4 separate regions of the Mus musculus genome follow, and all the other regions are linked to region 4. A link is a contact called in public Hi-C and HiChIP or PLAC-seq data. All regions are on one chromosome and are shown on one strand. The core of a region is the stretch at or near the end of the contact, and the rest is flanking DNA. Distances in the headings are between cores, read along the strand shown.

Region 1 (3,434 bases), core at 251-2,750, 380 kb after region 4:
ACAAACACACACTCACACGCAAACACACACAGGTATACACACATACTCACACACACATTCACTCACACATGCACACACACTCATTCATGCATGTACATGCACACACACACACAAATGCACACACAGGCACACACAGACATACACACACACAAGGCCCCCTATGCCTATGTTCCTCTTCCCCTAGACACACACACACTGAGAGGTTTATAAATGCATAGCTGAATCAATGCTATGAGTTAGACATTACTTCTATTTTACCCAAAAAAAACCACCAAAAAATCCTCAAATTAAATGTAGCAAACTTGTTCTGCACCCCATAAATTAGTAATAAAGGGGTCCCTTTGAACCCCATTTTCCTTTGAATGGCCTGTATCCCTGAGGCTATTGTTTTAGAATTACAACTTTTAATGAAGTGATTATTGAAAAAGGTAATTGTGGAATTTCTTTCCATCAAAATGTGATTCCCCATCCCATTTTTAAATAATAACTGTTCACAATCTCCTGTTTTATCATCCAGAGCTACCATGTCTGAAGCCATTTGCCATGTAGATTGCACCTGGAACTTCTTGTACATGTCTAATCTAACTATAAATAATATAAACACCTATTGAAAAGACAGCTATGTTGTCCTTTGCAAAGTCATGTCTTAATATCTGCTATCTAGTGAACAGACCTTTAAAATATATTCATGTGCTTAAATCACTTATACTGGATTTGCAGACAATCTAAACCAAAATATGCAAACGATAGTCTCCAAATGGAGGTGTGTGTGTGTGTGTGTGTGTGTGTGTGTGTGTGTGTGTGTGTAGGTGTGTGTGTGTATGGAGGTGTGCGATAACTGCTTCCCCTATCGAGGTGGCATGAGCAACTTCAGCCTCAAATTTTTAAGTTGAAAAGATAATAACCTCTAAGTCCCTGATAAATCACAAAATACCTTCATGATCTTCATCAAATACAAGAGTACTAGTTCAATGACCATTTTAATGTGATGTTGCCTAGTTTTATGTCAATGTAACACAAGCTTGAGTTATTTGAAAGGAAGGAATCAATTGAGAAGATGCCCCTATAAGTTCCAGCCACAAGGCATTTTCTTAGTTATTGATGTGGGAAGGTCCAGCTCATGGTGGGTGGGGCCACCCCTGGAGTGGTGGTCCAGGGTACTATAAGAAAGCAGGCTGAACAACCCAGAGGAGAAAGCCAGTGAGCAGAGGCCCTCTGTGGCCTCTGCATCAGCTCCTGCCTCCAGGTTTCTGCCCTGTTTGAGTTTCTGCCCTCACTACTTTTGGTGATGAACTGTTATATGGAACTGTAAGGGAAATAAGCTTTTCCTTTCCCCTAGTTGCTTTAGATCATGATGTTTTATTACAGAAATAGTAACTCTAAGACATAAACTACTGTTTATACACTTTGCTGCCATTGCTATGTGAGACTCAATCCCCTGGTAGTGGTTCCCTTTAAGAGAATTTAAAACTAAATGAAGGAAGGAAGACAAAGGGACATGAGTCATATGCTAAGAAAAATAACAACACAGCAAGTTGGCCGCAGATAATTTCCTGAAACCAGTATGTGAAGGAGTGAGTTATGTGAAAGAATAACATGAGCAGGTCCTTTTGTGAAGTGGTAAAATTTCCAAACTAAATATCCATCTCGAGCCGGAGGCAACAAACAAATGGAAGATAAGAAAAAGTCAGAGTGATTTTTTTTTAAAGTTTGCTTTCTCCATTTGCAATGTAATTGAGAAACAAAATAAACGAACAGGCCAATTCCCACTTTAGGATTTATAGTGTCGCAACTTCTGCATAAAAGCTTTAGTAGCGTTGTATACCCTGGTCCCCTTGACCCTGCACTCTGAAAACATCTCCTTGGAAAATCGGAGCTTTTAGTTAATGTTTTTATGGGACATATTCTATGGAAGCCCACAGCAAACACACAAGGCAATTGAATAAATTGCCAGCTGCTAACAATTCTTTCGATAGAGTAAACCCTACTCCTGTTTCAAAAATTATTTTATTGAAAATAGATTTTTTTCATCTAATATTATTCTGATTATAGCTCCCCTTCCAAACTCCTCTCAGGTTCTCCCCATATCCCCTGCCACCTACATCCACACCTCTCTTTCTTTCATTAGAATACAAACAGGCATCTAAAAAACAATGATAAAATGATGATAAAATAAAATAAGATTAAAAACCAAACAAACTGAAATAGGACAAAAGAAACATACAAAAAAAAAAAGCCAAAGGAAAAAACATAAGAAACACAGATAGACACAGGGACACACATATTCCTAAAGAGAGAAAACCCATAAACACAAAATAAAGATTTAAAAAAGAAAAAGAAAGCCCAGACAAAGCATTGCAAGATGGAAAATCTTCCAAAAATACCATTGAATTGCTTTTATCTTGGCCAAGTACTGCTGAGCATGGGGCCTGCTTCTAAGTGTGGCTTGTGTACCCAGTCAGACTCCCTTGGAGAAAACTAACTTTTCCTTTGTAGGGACTTATCATTGGATGGAGTTTCTGATTGTGCTCACTCCCCCTCTCAGTGCTAGGACACACCTGGCTGAGACCCTCAAGCCCAGTGTCACTACCCCTGTGAGATCATGTATGTCAGGCCTGCTGTGTCTAGAAGGACTCATTGCTGTCCTGCTCTTACACTATTTCTCTCTCCTCTCCTGCAGGGTTCCCTGAGCCCTGAGGAGAGGGACTAGCTAGGGTATAAAATAAAAGCTTAAAAAAAAAAAAAAGGCAAAATCAACAACATTCTTTCATGTAGTAAACTCTTTCAGTAACTGTCTCTGGTGTCCACAAACCCCACCAAGGTTTAGAATACTTCCTAGAGTTTCCATTAACTTAGTAAAATACAAAGTAGACCCTGATATTTTCAAAATTGAAAATGAGGTAAGTAATAATATTCTTCCCCGCCCCCCCCCAAAAACCCTTAAGATTATTAACGGAAAACATACGAGATTTCATAAGTTCAGCAAATCAATGGACATAAGATAAAATAGATCAACTATTCTTCAGCATGTTAGCAGTAGCTATTTCTCTCTCTCTCACACACACACACACACAAATACACAAGATAAAACAGAAAAGAAACTATGTGGAAATGCACAGGAATCATGAAAGTCTTTCCAGGGATAATCACATAAACAACAGCTTAGGTAAAATATTCGCCTTGGTAGAAGATAAGATGTCAGCTGGGATCTGGAGCTTAGGTGTGAGAGCTCACAGCTCAAATTTTGAACATTATTTAGAGAGCAAACTGGGAGTGTCATAGGACTTTGAAACCCTTAACTGCAGCCTCAGTGACCCACCTCCTTCAACAAGGCCATGCCTCTTAGGATGTGCTCTATTGAAAGATTACCAACTGGGGCCACATATTCAAATGCCCGAGATTCACTCAGGATGATGTTCTCAAGTTCCATCTGT
Region 2 (3,090 bases), core at 449-2,948, 350 kb before region 4:
TCAGATTTTCTTGTTGACACTTCTTTGTAAACTGCTTAGTTTAGTTTTATTTATATAGTTTAAAACAGAGTCTCCCTATGCAGTGTTGACTGACCTGAAACTCACAGAGATCTGCTTGCCTCTGCCTCCAGAGTACTGAAATTTAAGACGTGCACCACCATGTAAGTATTAAAATTCTGGATTTTAAAAAGAAAAGTAGAGCAGTATAGTTTGGAGTGCAGAGTTATTTCCCATACTAATTTTTAAAAATGTTTCTGGGAATACATACAAGATTGATAAGGATTGCAAGAGACGTAAAATCCATGAGTGTTTATTTGCATGGTGAGTTCTAAAGGAAGTACAAATAGGCTGGAGTATTTGAAGAGAAGGTATTTAATTAACTTGTTTAAGTCAATGATTTTTATGTTTGTTTTTTTTGGGTTTTTTTTTTGTTTTGTTTTGTTTTTGTTTTTTGACATACATTCACCTAACCGTGAGAAGTTTTAGGCTCAAAATGTACAGTAAATTTGAAAATCGCTTTTTAAAAGATCTATTTTACTATTTTACGAGTGTTTTGCCTGCATGTGTGTACCATGTGCATGCTTGATGCCCACTAAGGTCAGAGGAGGGCACTGGATCCCCAGGACTGGAGAGACAGGTGTTGTGAGTGCCATTTGGGTGTTGGGGTCCTCTGTAAAAGCAATAAGTGCCATAACAGCTGAGCCAACTCTTAAGGCCCTTAAAAATCTCTTTATAAAACCTATTGGTAGAATTTCTTTTGATAGAAAATACCAAATAGAAAATACCAAGCCTTTACTGCCGCTTAACAGTTGGAACCCAGTAGTGAGTGCCTTAAAACCATCAGGCGCACTGGTGCATCTGATAGGACACTTTATTCTATGCAAGGGGGTCTGTCAAATAGTGCATGATATACTTCTAATAATCTAGTTAGAGGTTAGGAATCAGGATGAAGATGCAGCAAACAAAAGTGATGATAAATTAATTGAATCTGTTATCGAAAGGCTTCCTAGCTTGTATTTATGCAAAAATAGGCCCCTAAAACCCAGGATCCCACTACAAGAATAAAGACTCCTGATTTATTTTGCACATATGTATTCATAAGGTTTATTAGTATTTCAAAAATCCCTGTAGATTAAGTCCTCTTGATCTGAAATCTGTCACAATTACAGGTTACCTTTCTTACCTATGTCGAGAGAAATTAGTTTTTATTTGCTCTTTTTAGTCTTTCACTGATGTTTTTCCTTTCATTGCCCCCTTCCCTGTTCTCTGTAAATCTTTCATTCTTGTCGTCTTTCTTTCATTCAAACGAGGCCAGGTGCTTCGATTTGTTTTATCATCTCATTCAAAATGGTGCCACGTCACCCACAGGGCAAGAATGGAGAGAGGTGCTGTCATTTCTCCTGCCAGCGTGGAGCCCCGCCCTCTGCTGTTCACCTGGGAGGGGGGAAATTATACAGAGGCCACAGTCTCGTGAGCCAGAGGCCGGCTCCCTCCAGACAGTCTCGGGGCCCCCTCCTCCTCCTCCTCCTTCTCCTCCGCTGAGCTGCCCCGCCTCTCCCGGACCCCAGAGCGCATTGATTTGCATATCTCTACCTTTGTTCCCTAGCAGTGGCCAATCAGAGTGCAGGGCGAGACGAGGCGGCGGGGCGGGGCGCGCGATCGGCGGATCCGCTGCGGCCGCAGGTTGCAGAGCGGGTGGGAGCCGCTGCGGGCGCGGCACTGCAGCCCTGATCCTGAACCCCGAACCCGAGCCCCGAGCCTAGCCCGGGCCACAGGCTCAGGAGGCCAGGATCCAGAAGCTACTCGCCCAGCCCGGCGGAAGACGCCTCGACCCGCAGGCACCCGCTAGCCCACGCGCCACGATGGTGTGCGGGGGCTTCTCGTGCTCCAAGAACTGCCTGTGCGCGCTCAACCTGCTGTATACCGTGAGTAGCCCGCGCCCGGTGGCACCTGCGGGGGCCGTCGGCCTCCTCCCCGCCTGAGTATTCGCCTGCGCCCCATCCCGCGCCCCTTGCGGGCTTCCCACGCCCCAGTTTCGCCTGCAGCCCCCGCCCGGGACCCCGAGCCTGCTTGTCGCAGTCTCCGCCCGTCCTTCATTGTGGCGCTCGCCCCTCGCCCTGCTCTCTGCAGCCCTTCACTTTCGCGTTCCTTCCCACTCTCCCCATTCTTTCATCCATCCCCAGGTTTCCATCTCAATCCCTCTAGCCGCACGCTTTCGGCTGGCCATCCCATCTGGAGGTTCGGAGGCTGGAGAGCAGCCCGGGCTTAGGGGACAGGTTTGCGGGATAGTGGGGCCTGGGATGGACCAGGCGGCCTGTGGATGGCGCGCTTCTGGCACAGCTCTAAAAGCTGCCTTTTGAATGGAGGCCATAGAGCAGGTTCACAGGATATCCGTGGCTTCCGAAGTTTGTTTCGTGCTTACATAAAGTCTCTTTGTTGATGTTTCTGCCCGTGAGGTATTCGCCTGATGCTTTTCCCATGCCATCTTCCTTCCCCTTTATCAATATTCTAGCTCCATTTTTGGCGAAGTCCTTCAGTATATAGTCCTCCACCCAAGTCGTTTTTATTTTTTTATTTATTTTTTCCTCCCTACGTATCAGCATATGCCTTCCAGCTTTAACATGGAAAACTCAGTTTGATTTTTTTTTTTTTTGAGGCATAATTGTGGCTGGACAGCAGGAAGTTGAGGTGATGTTTATTGAAAACCTTCACCACCCCAGCCTTTTCATTTGTCAATTTGTTATCTATCTGTGGCAAGCGCAGTTGTCTAAATTTTATAACGGTAAAGACCAAAAAAGGCTTTACTAAGTTTTCATAACTGGTAGTTGGAGAGTCTGGACTGGAACCAAGCTGTGGAATCTAGACCTTTCCACAAGCTGCCTCTCCTGCGTGGAAGAAACTTCCTTTCGGTCATCTCATTCCATCGGAGACTTGTTCTCTTCTATAAATACATCTGGTGCTTGCAGCACCCACCCTGAAAACAAACCCAGTTTCCCTGCATTAGCAGAGCCAGGCCATCTGGGCCAGCTTAGGTTACATCTATGGACAAGAGAGGCCGCTTGTGGTTGACAAGCAGAGACACCAGGTCAC
Region 3 (3,216 bases), core at 42-2,541, 400 kb after region 4:
TTTTCTTTAAAAAAATATATATATAGGATTACATTGATGGATTTCTGTATATTGAACTAGCCTGTATCCCTCGGATGAAGCCTCCTTGATCATGGTAAGTGATCATTTTGATGTGTTCTGTGATTCAGTTTGTGAGAAATCTTTTGAGTATTATTTCATTGATGTTCATAACTGAAATTGTTCTGAAGTTCTCTTTCTTTGTTGGGTTTAGATATCAGAATAACAGTGGCTTCATAAAAATAATTAGTTAGTGTTCCTTCTGTTTCTATTTTGTGGAATAGTTTGAGGTGTATTGGTATTAGGTCTTCTTTGAAGGTCTGATAGACTTCTACACTAAAACCCTAAAATCATCTGGCCCTGGGTTTTTTGTTGTTTTGTTTTGTTTTGTTGTTTTTTTCAGCCTTTTAATGACTGCTTCTATTTTCTTAGAGGTTATAGGACTGTTTAGATAGTTATAAACATAAAAGAATAAAACTAAAGCTAAGAAGGATCAGTAAGAGTAATGGTTTATTTCATTATTATGTTAGCTGGCCATATGATAAAGCATTTAATATAGTGATGAACACAAAGGATGTCCCCCCACCATGTGCCAGGAGAGACAAAATCAAGCAATAAGCATTTCTGTATTACTTTCAACCTTCTAATTTTTCTTTTTTTTTCTTTTTGATTTTTTGATTTTGTTTTATTTTGGTTTGGTTTGGTATTTTTGGTTTTTTGAGACAGGGTTTCTTTGTCCTGGAACTCATTCTGTAGACCAGGCTGGCCTCAAACTCAGAAATCCTCCTGCCTCTGCCTCCCAAGTGCCGGGATTAAAGGCATGTGCCACCACTGCCCAGCCTAATTTTTCTTTATATTACTGGACAATGAGACTTTTTTTTTCTAACTAGGGACACTGCATGATACTTTCATGTTGTAGGGAGAGGGAAAGTCAGGCTAACTTGGGTATGCTATGTTCCCTTAGAGCAAATTAGAGCAAGGTCATGAGAGATAAACAGAGCCAAGCCTGGGAGCAGTTGTGCTTCACTGGGTTTTCTGTTCCTTAATTGGTTTGGAGTGCTGTGGTTCCTTTAAAATATGGGGGAGGTTATTCTACTGAGTGGTGAGTAACTCTGGCCATAGCTACAGGAACAAACAAAACAACAAAAAGCTTAGGGGAAAAAAAAACCCACAAGCACTCAGACTGAAAAAGTAACCAAGCCAAAAATGCCATTTGACTATTGCAAAATGATCGGGCACACACTGAAAGCCAAACATGCTTACAAGTTCAGCAAGCCCCAAATATGCCATGTCATTAGTGTCTTTCCTTCCAAGTATTCTGTCCACATACTCTGAGCTGTTTACCACAAAGAAAAGATGCATCACCTTGTTAAATCATTTCTAAAGCAGGAGGGGAGAAGGAAAAGAAAAAAAAGAAGGGGATAAGTGGGGTGAGGGGAGGGGCTGTGAGAGAGGACCAGGAAGAGGGCAGTGGTCTATGATTAGAGTATTAAAATGAATAAATTAATTAGTTAATGAAAAGGGAAAAGGTGGGAAAGGGAAGGAGTAAGGAAGGAAAAATTAGGAAAAAGGAAACAGGGGGTAGGGAAGGAGAAAGGGAACAAAGAGAATTACTGGAAAAAAATACAATAAAAAGTTTTCAAGTGACTTAATGTGAAATTTTCAAAAAACCTCCATGCTCCACCAGATAAATATTTCTGCATATTCTCAGAAATGGGTCACACTTCCCACATACTTAAAAACATCCTTTACAGTTAATCTATCAATAGCAACCCTACCAGACATTTTATCTTAAAATTTGTCTTGGGCCTGAAGACAGCGTGGTAGTAAAAACCTTGTACAGATCTCCATCAGCCAGGTGAAACAGCTTGGTGTGCTGAGACACTTGCCACCCTAGCCTAGGGAGGGGAAGCTGGAAAAGTCTCAAGATTCGCTGGCCAGCCAGACTAGCCAGTCTGTGAAGAGACCCTGCCTCAGACAATAAGGTAGAGAACAACTGAGCTTGACATTTTGATGCCAACCTCTGTCATCCACACATACACATGTAGGCACATACGTAGCATAGACATGTGTACAAACACACACATGTACACACACATACATATACAATTCTTTGTCCTTTCATTTTTATATGGCTTGTTCGGAAGGAACCAAGAAAGGAAACATAACAAAGCTATGTGAACACAAAGACTGTTTGTTGGACATTCTCCAAACCCAGCTGTAAACATCCACTCTTTGTTCGAATCCTTACAGCCACCTACCCAGTCACATGACAGCAGCATGACCAGCTTTGTCCACCAGAGCTCTTTGCATGGAAATGTACTAAATGTACTAAATGGACATACCAGCCACACTTCTTTCAATGACAAGAAACTGATCAAGTAGAAAATGTGGGAAAGTGGACATTCAGGCTAACTGTCTCCCTGTCTTTAATTGAAGCATTGTCTACTTCTCTGAATTAAACTGTCAGTTTAATTCAAGCTAGCTGAGCTGTTTATCATCCAGGAAAAAATCTAGTAGATGCTGAAGATATGCCAGATTACATTTCTACAGATCTTCTTTGTATGTTTAATCTTTTTTTTCTCCCTCCCTACTTCATGATACACACAGCTCTATGAATTGTGACTCTTATCAAGATGAGGTTTGGACTATCTTCTATCTTGCCTTTCATGTTGGTTACTTTTCGATATGGAATCTTTTCAATGTCAAATGTTGCTAGGTAACTATTTTCCTTGTTTTAATTCAGTTTTGGTAAAAACAAAAGTATATCTAAGTGGTTTAGTCTCAACTAGTATTGCTCTTCTTCCAAAATATGTATGTCCTACTTTTGTGTCAAGAGATACACGATGTGGCTTTCCAGACCTGCACAGAGCTACAGATGGTAGCAGAATTAGTTGTTTATAAATTTTACTGTTCATTGCCACAAACACATGGAACATAGATAATAAGTAATGAAATACTGTTTATAAAATAACTGAATGATTCAGAGAAGGAGATAGAAGGAGATAGATGATTCACATAGAAACAGAAAAAAAGAGGTTTCTCTGTAGAATTCCTTATATCTCTAATTAATATGGAGAAGTACGTGCCTTTAATCTCCAGGGAAATCCTGATGCTGTGAGCCAAACACAGTAGTAGGTTTCTGAAATTAACTGTTGTGATTGATGATCTGGGTATGACAGTGTGGACCGCTTTAAATTTCAGCTTACCAACAGAATA
Region 4 (3,355 bases), core at 39-2,538:
GATTCAGGTATATATATATTATATTAATGGGTTACAGTAATTATACTGAATTAATTGAATAGCAGCTTGGTTTTTTTAGTAACTGCAAAGGGCCAGTGGTATGTCACCCCTTGGTTATGGTTCTTGATATTGGTGGAATTGGTAGAACCCTACTCTGTCTTTCCAGTCTCATATCTACCATGTAACCATACTTTCTGGGCTATTTTATTGGGTTTTTATATCTGCCGTCCTTCTTTATCTGAATCCCTTTCAACCTCCCAACACTAGGCAGGCAAGAAAGAAGATGTGGGGGGCTGGAGAGATGGCTCAGTGGTTAAGAGTGCCGAATGCTCTTCCAAAGGTCCCAAGTTCAAATCCCAGCAACCACATGGTGGCTCACAACCATCCGTAACGAAATCTGATGCCCTCTTCTGGAGTATCTGAGGATGGCTACAGTGTACTTACATTAAATAAATAAATAAATAAATAAATAAATAAATAAATAAATAAATAAATCTTAAAAAAAAAAGAAAGAAAGAAGATGTGAGGGAAAAGAGGCACAGGCCTCTTTAGACTACTTCCTGCTGATTATGGACATTGAGATCCTAGGGGCAAGTGCAATCTTCATGGTTAGGATATCTCCAACCAGCAATCTAGCAACTTGGAAATCCAGCAATCCAGTAATAACAAAAGCAATGAAAGCAACACCAGGACCCATCGGCCCCCGGGATGAAGCAGCTGCCACCAGGCCTCCTGGGCTCTCACATTTATATCCTCTCAAAAGTCCCCAGAATTCTGAATATACCTGGCAAAAATTACACCCTTCCTAGAGTACGATACAAATCATAGTCAGCAGCTGTGGGTAGTCTAAAGCAGTCCCATATCCCACACCTATTCAGGGAGGTGGTTTTTCTATGTAATGATACAAAGGGGAACATTCTAAGAAAAATTGTTCATTAAATTAATTTGAATAAATAAAAAAAACAAAAATATAATCACATAACAACACTGCGTTTTTTAAGAAACCAAAATTCTCACTACACTACCATGTGAATGATTTGATCCACCTTGTTGGACTGGCTGGATCAACATTGTTTACTATCCAATAACTAGCAAAGGAAAAACAACTGTTTTTGTTTGTTTGTTTGTTTGTTTTGTTTTGTTTCTTTGTTTTGGCTGGAAGATCATTCTGTTTGTATTTTCTCTGTATAAAGATTTTAAAATTTAAGAAACTATTAAACAATAATCATTTGTGGCCACAGAAATGTTAGTGTAATCTCTCACACATGAGTAATCTTTAAATGTTTCACTCTGGAAGAGAAAAATCCAGAAGCAGGTCATGGATATTACTGGAAGCCTCATGGGAAACTCCAGAAAACCACCCAGTTCAGCAACGGGCAGCACACACTGTTGAAAACAGCCAAGAGTCAAGGTTTACGTGATCACCCTCTGACTTACCAGCTGAAACCTTCAGGTGAGTAGCTTGTCCTTCTTAGTCATGGTCTCTCATCTGTGAGTTAAAACCATACTCTCTTTAGTGAATTCTTAGTGGCTATTATAATGGCAAAGGAGGAATAGGTTTACAATAAATTTATGATATTTAGATGAAGGCATTTTTTAAGATGATAGTTTAGACTGAGTTTCGTATATTTGGCTATAACCTCTTAACGATATATTTTTTCAAGTATAGATCTAGATAAATGTGGTAGGAAGAAAAATAAAAAGAATATCCTTACACAATAATGTCAGAAAAATGTTTATTTCCTTTAAAATATTCTAGGGAACAATTTAGAGATAGAATGGTGGCCCTATGATGTCCTGGACTGGAAGGGAAGCTTTCCAATGCCTGCAGAGAGCCAGACTTCTATCTCTCTGTTTCCTCTGAGGCTTCCATGGCTACTGTGGCCTGTGTTCTTGCTGCTGTATTCATCTTCCTCACCGGAGAAGGAAGGAGGTAGGTAGAAAGGGCAAAAGGGCTTCTCTCCCCGCTGAGTCACCCTACCACAAAGCACATTTCTGGAAGAAACCAGCAGTGACTTCTGCTTTGGAGTCAGGAATAAATAGTCTGTTAGCTGAGGTTGTCAACAGTTTACTGTGGTCTGTAAAACAAAGCAAGAAAATTTCTTATTCTGTGAAGAAAATAATCAATACGTCTGTAGCCCTGTCAAGACATACATTACCCTGCATCTAACTTCTATGTTTCCTCCTCTTCTGAGCTGAGAAACGGGCTACTAGTTCAATGAGATAGAATCCAGGAAGTAATGGTGAACAGAGGTACATAGGGCATGTGCACTTGGGAATAAAGGACACACTCCCAATTCTTCATATAGATGCTGTAATAACTTGAAAATCAGCTATTAAAAAGAATGAATTTATGAAATTCCTAGGCAAATGGATGGACCTGGAGGGCATCATCCTGAGTGAGGTAACCCAATCACAAAAGAACTCACACAATATGTACTCACTGATAAGTGGATATTAGCCCAGGAACTTAGAATACCCAAGATATAAGATACAATTTGCAAACTACATGAAACTCAAGAAGAACAAAGACCAAAGTGTGGATACTGTGCCCCTTCTTAGAATTGGGAACAAAACACCCATTGAAGGAGTTACAGAGACAAAGTTTAGAGCTGAGATGAAAGGATGGACCATCTAGAAACTGCCATATCCGGGGATCCATCCCATAATCAGCTTCCAAACGCTGACAAAATTGCATACACTAGCAAGATTTTGCTGAAAGGACCCAGATATAGCTGTCTCTTGTGAGACTATGCCGGGGCCTAGCAAACACAGAAGTGGATGCTCACAGTCAGCTGTTGGATGGATCACAGGGCCCCCAATGGAGGAGCTAGAGAAAGTAACCAAGAAGCTTAAGGGATCTGCAACCCTATAGGTGGAACAACAATATGAACTAACCAGTACCCTCCGGAGCTCATGTCTCTAGCTGCATATGTATCAGAAGTTGGCCTTGTCGGCCATCAGTGGAAAGAGAGGCCCATTGGTTGTGCAAACTTTATATGCCTCAGTGCAGGGGAACTCCAGGGCCAAGAAGTGGGAGTGGGTGGGTGGGGGAATGGGTGGGGGAGAGTGTGGGGGACTTTTGGGATAGCATTGGAAATGTAAATGAAATAAATACCTAATAAAAAAAAGAAAATAGTAAATGTTGATTTGTTCATTAAATTTGGTAGCTATGGTGAACACTTACTATGTAATTAACATGACAAAAAGTATTCTTATTATTGTTTGTGACTGTAGGTATATGAGTGAGTGAATGAAGTCATGAAAGTATGAGGTAAAGTAACAAAATAGTATTTTGATAAAAAACGAAGAGGCAGAATTTGCACTGAGATTGAGTTTGTCTTTCGTGAATTAA

The links. A called contact is a pair of places that touch in the nucleus more often than the background predicts. HiChIP or PLAC-seq counts read pairs in DNA pulled down with a chosen protein or histone mark.
Region 1: a Hi-C map of bone marrow-derived macrophages shows a contact between it and region 4, with 17 read pairs. The contact joins the enhancer-like site here to the promoter of 9130015A21Rik in region 4. A contact is called at or near these places in 6 of 484 Hi-C or Micro-C datasets (bone marrow-derived macrophages, cerebral cortex, hematopoietic stem cells and 2 more).
Region 2: a contact with region 4 is called in an H3K4me3 HiChIP or PLAC-seq map of bone marrow-derived macrophages, with 2.7 times the contacts expected there. The contact joins the promoter of Tspan13 here to the promoter of 9130015A21Rik in region 4. A contact is called at or near these places in 4 of 39 promoter capture datasets (liver, neutrophils and pre-B cells) and 1 of 115 datasets of contacts at active chromatin or transcription factors (bone marrow-derived macrophages).
Region 3: an H3K27ac HiChIP or PLAC-seq map of embryonic fibroblasts shows a contact between it and region 4, with 4 times the contacts expected there. The contact joins the enhancer-like site here to the promoter of 9130015A21Rik in region 4. A contact is called at or near these places in 3 of 484 Hi-C or Micro-C datasets (cerebral cortex, hematopoietic stem cells and nephron progenitors), 1 of 115 datasets of contacts at active chromatin or transcription factors (embryonic fibroblasts) and 1 of 9 other capture datasets (embryonic stem cells).

The regions. Positions count from the first base shown.
Region 1 is chr12:35,315,342-35,318,775 of GRCm38.p6, reverse strand. No RefSeq gene overlaps it. Among named protein-coding and RNA genes, the nearest start is that of Mir680-3, 120 kb to the right of the region's middle. Within about 2 kb of position 1,500, at least 28 of the 459 cell types and tissues checked have an H3K27ac peak or open chromatin away from gene starts, as enhancers often do. A contact at or near this core is called in bone marrow-derived macrophages, where this site is marked.
Region 2 is chr12:36,041,086-36,044,175 of GRCm38.p6, reverse strand. It overlaps Tspan13 (tetraspanin 13), which reads left to right and starts at 1,698. Exons shown (of 6, transcript NM_025359.3): 1 at 1,698-1,925. The coding sequence starts at 1,863.
Region 3 is chr12:35,292,821-35,296,036 of GRCm38.p6, reverse strand. No RefSeq gene overlaps it. Among named protein-coding and RNA genes, the nearest start is that of Mir680-3, 100 kb to the right of the region's middle. Within about 2 kb of position 1,291, at least 87 of the 459 cell types and tissues checked have an H3K27ac peak or open chromatin away from gene starts, as enhancers often do. A contact at or near this core is called in embryonic fibroblasts, where this site is marked.
Region 4 is chr12:35,693,051-35,696,405 of GRCm38.p6, reverse strand. It overlaps 9130015A21Rik (RIKEN cDNA 9130015A21 gene), which reads left to right and starts at 1,288. Exons shown (of 5, transcript NR_045050.1): 1 at 1,288-1,453; 2 at 1,760-1,933.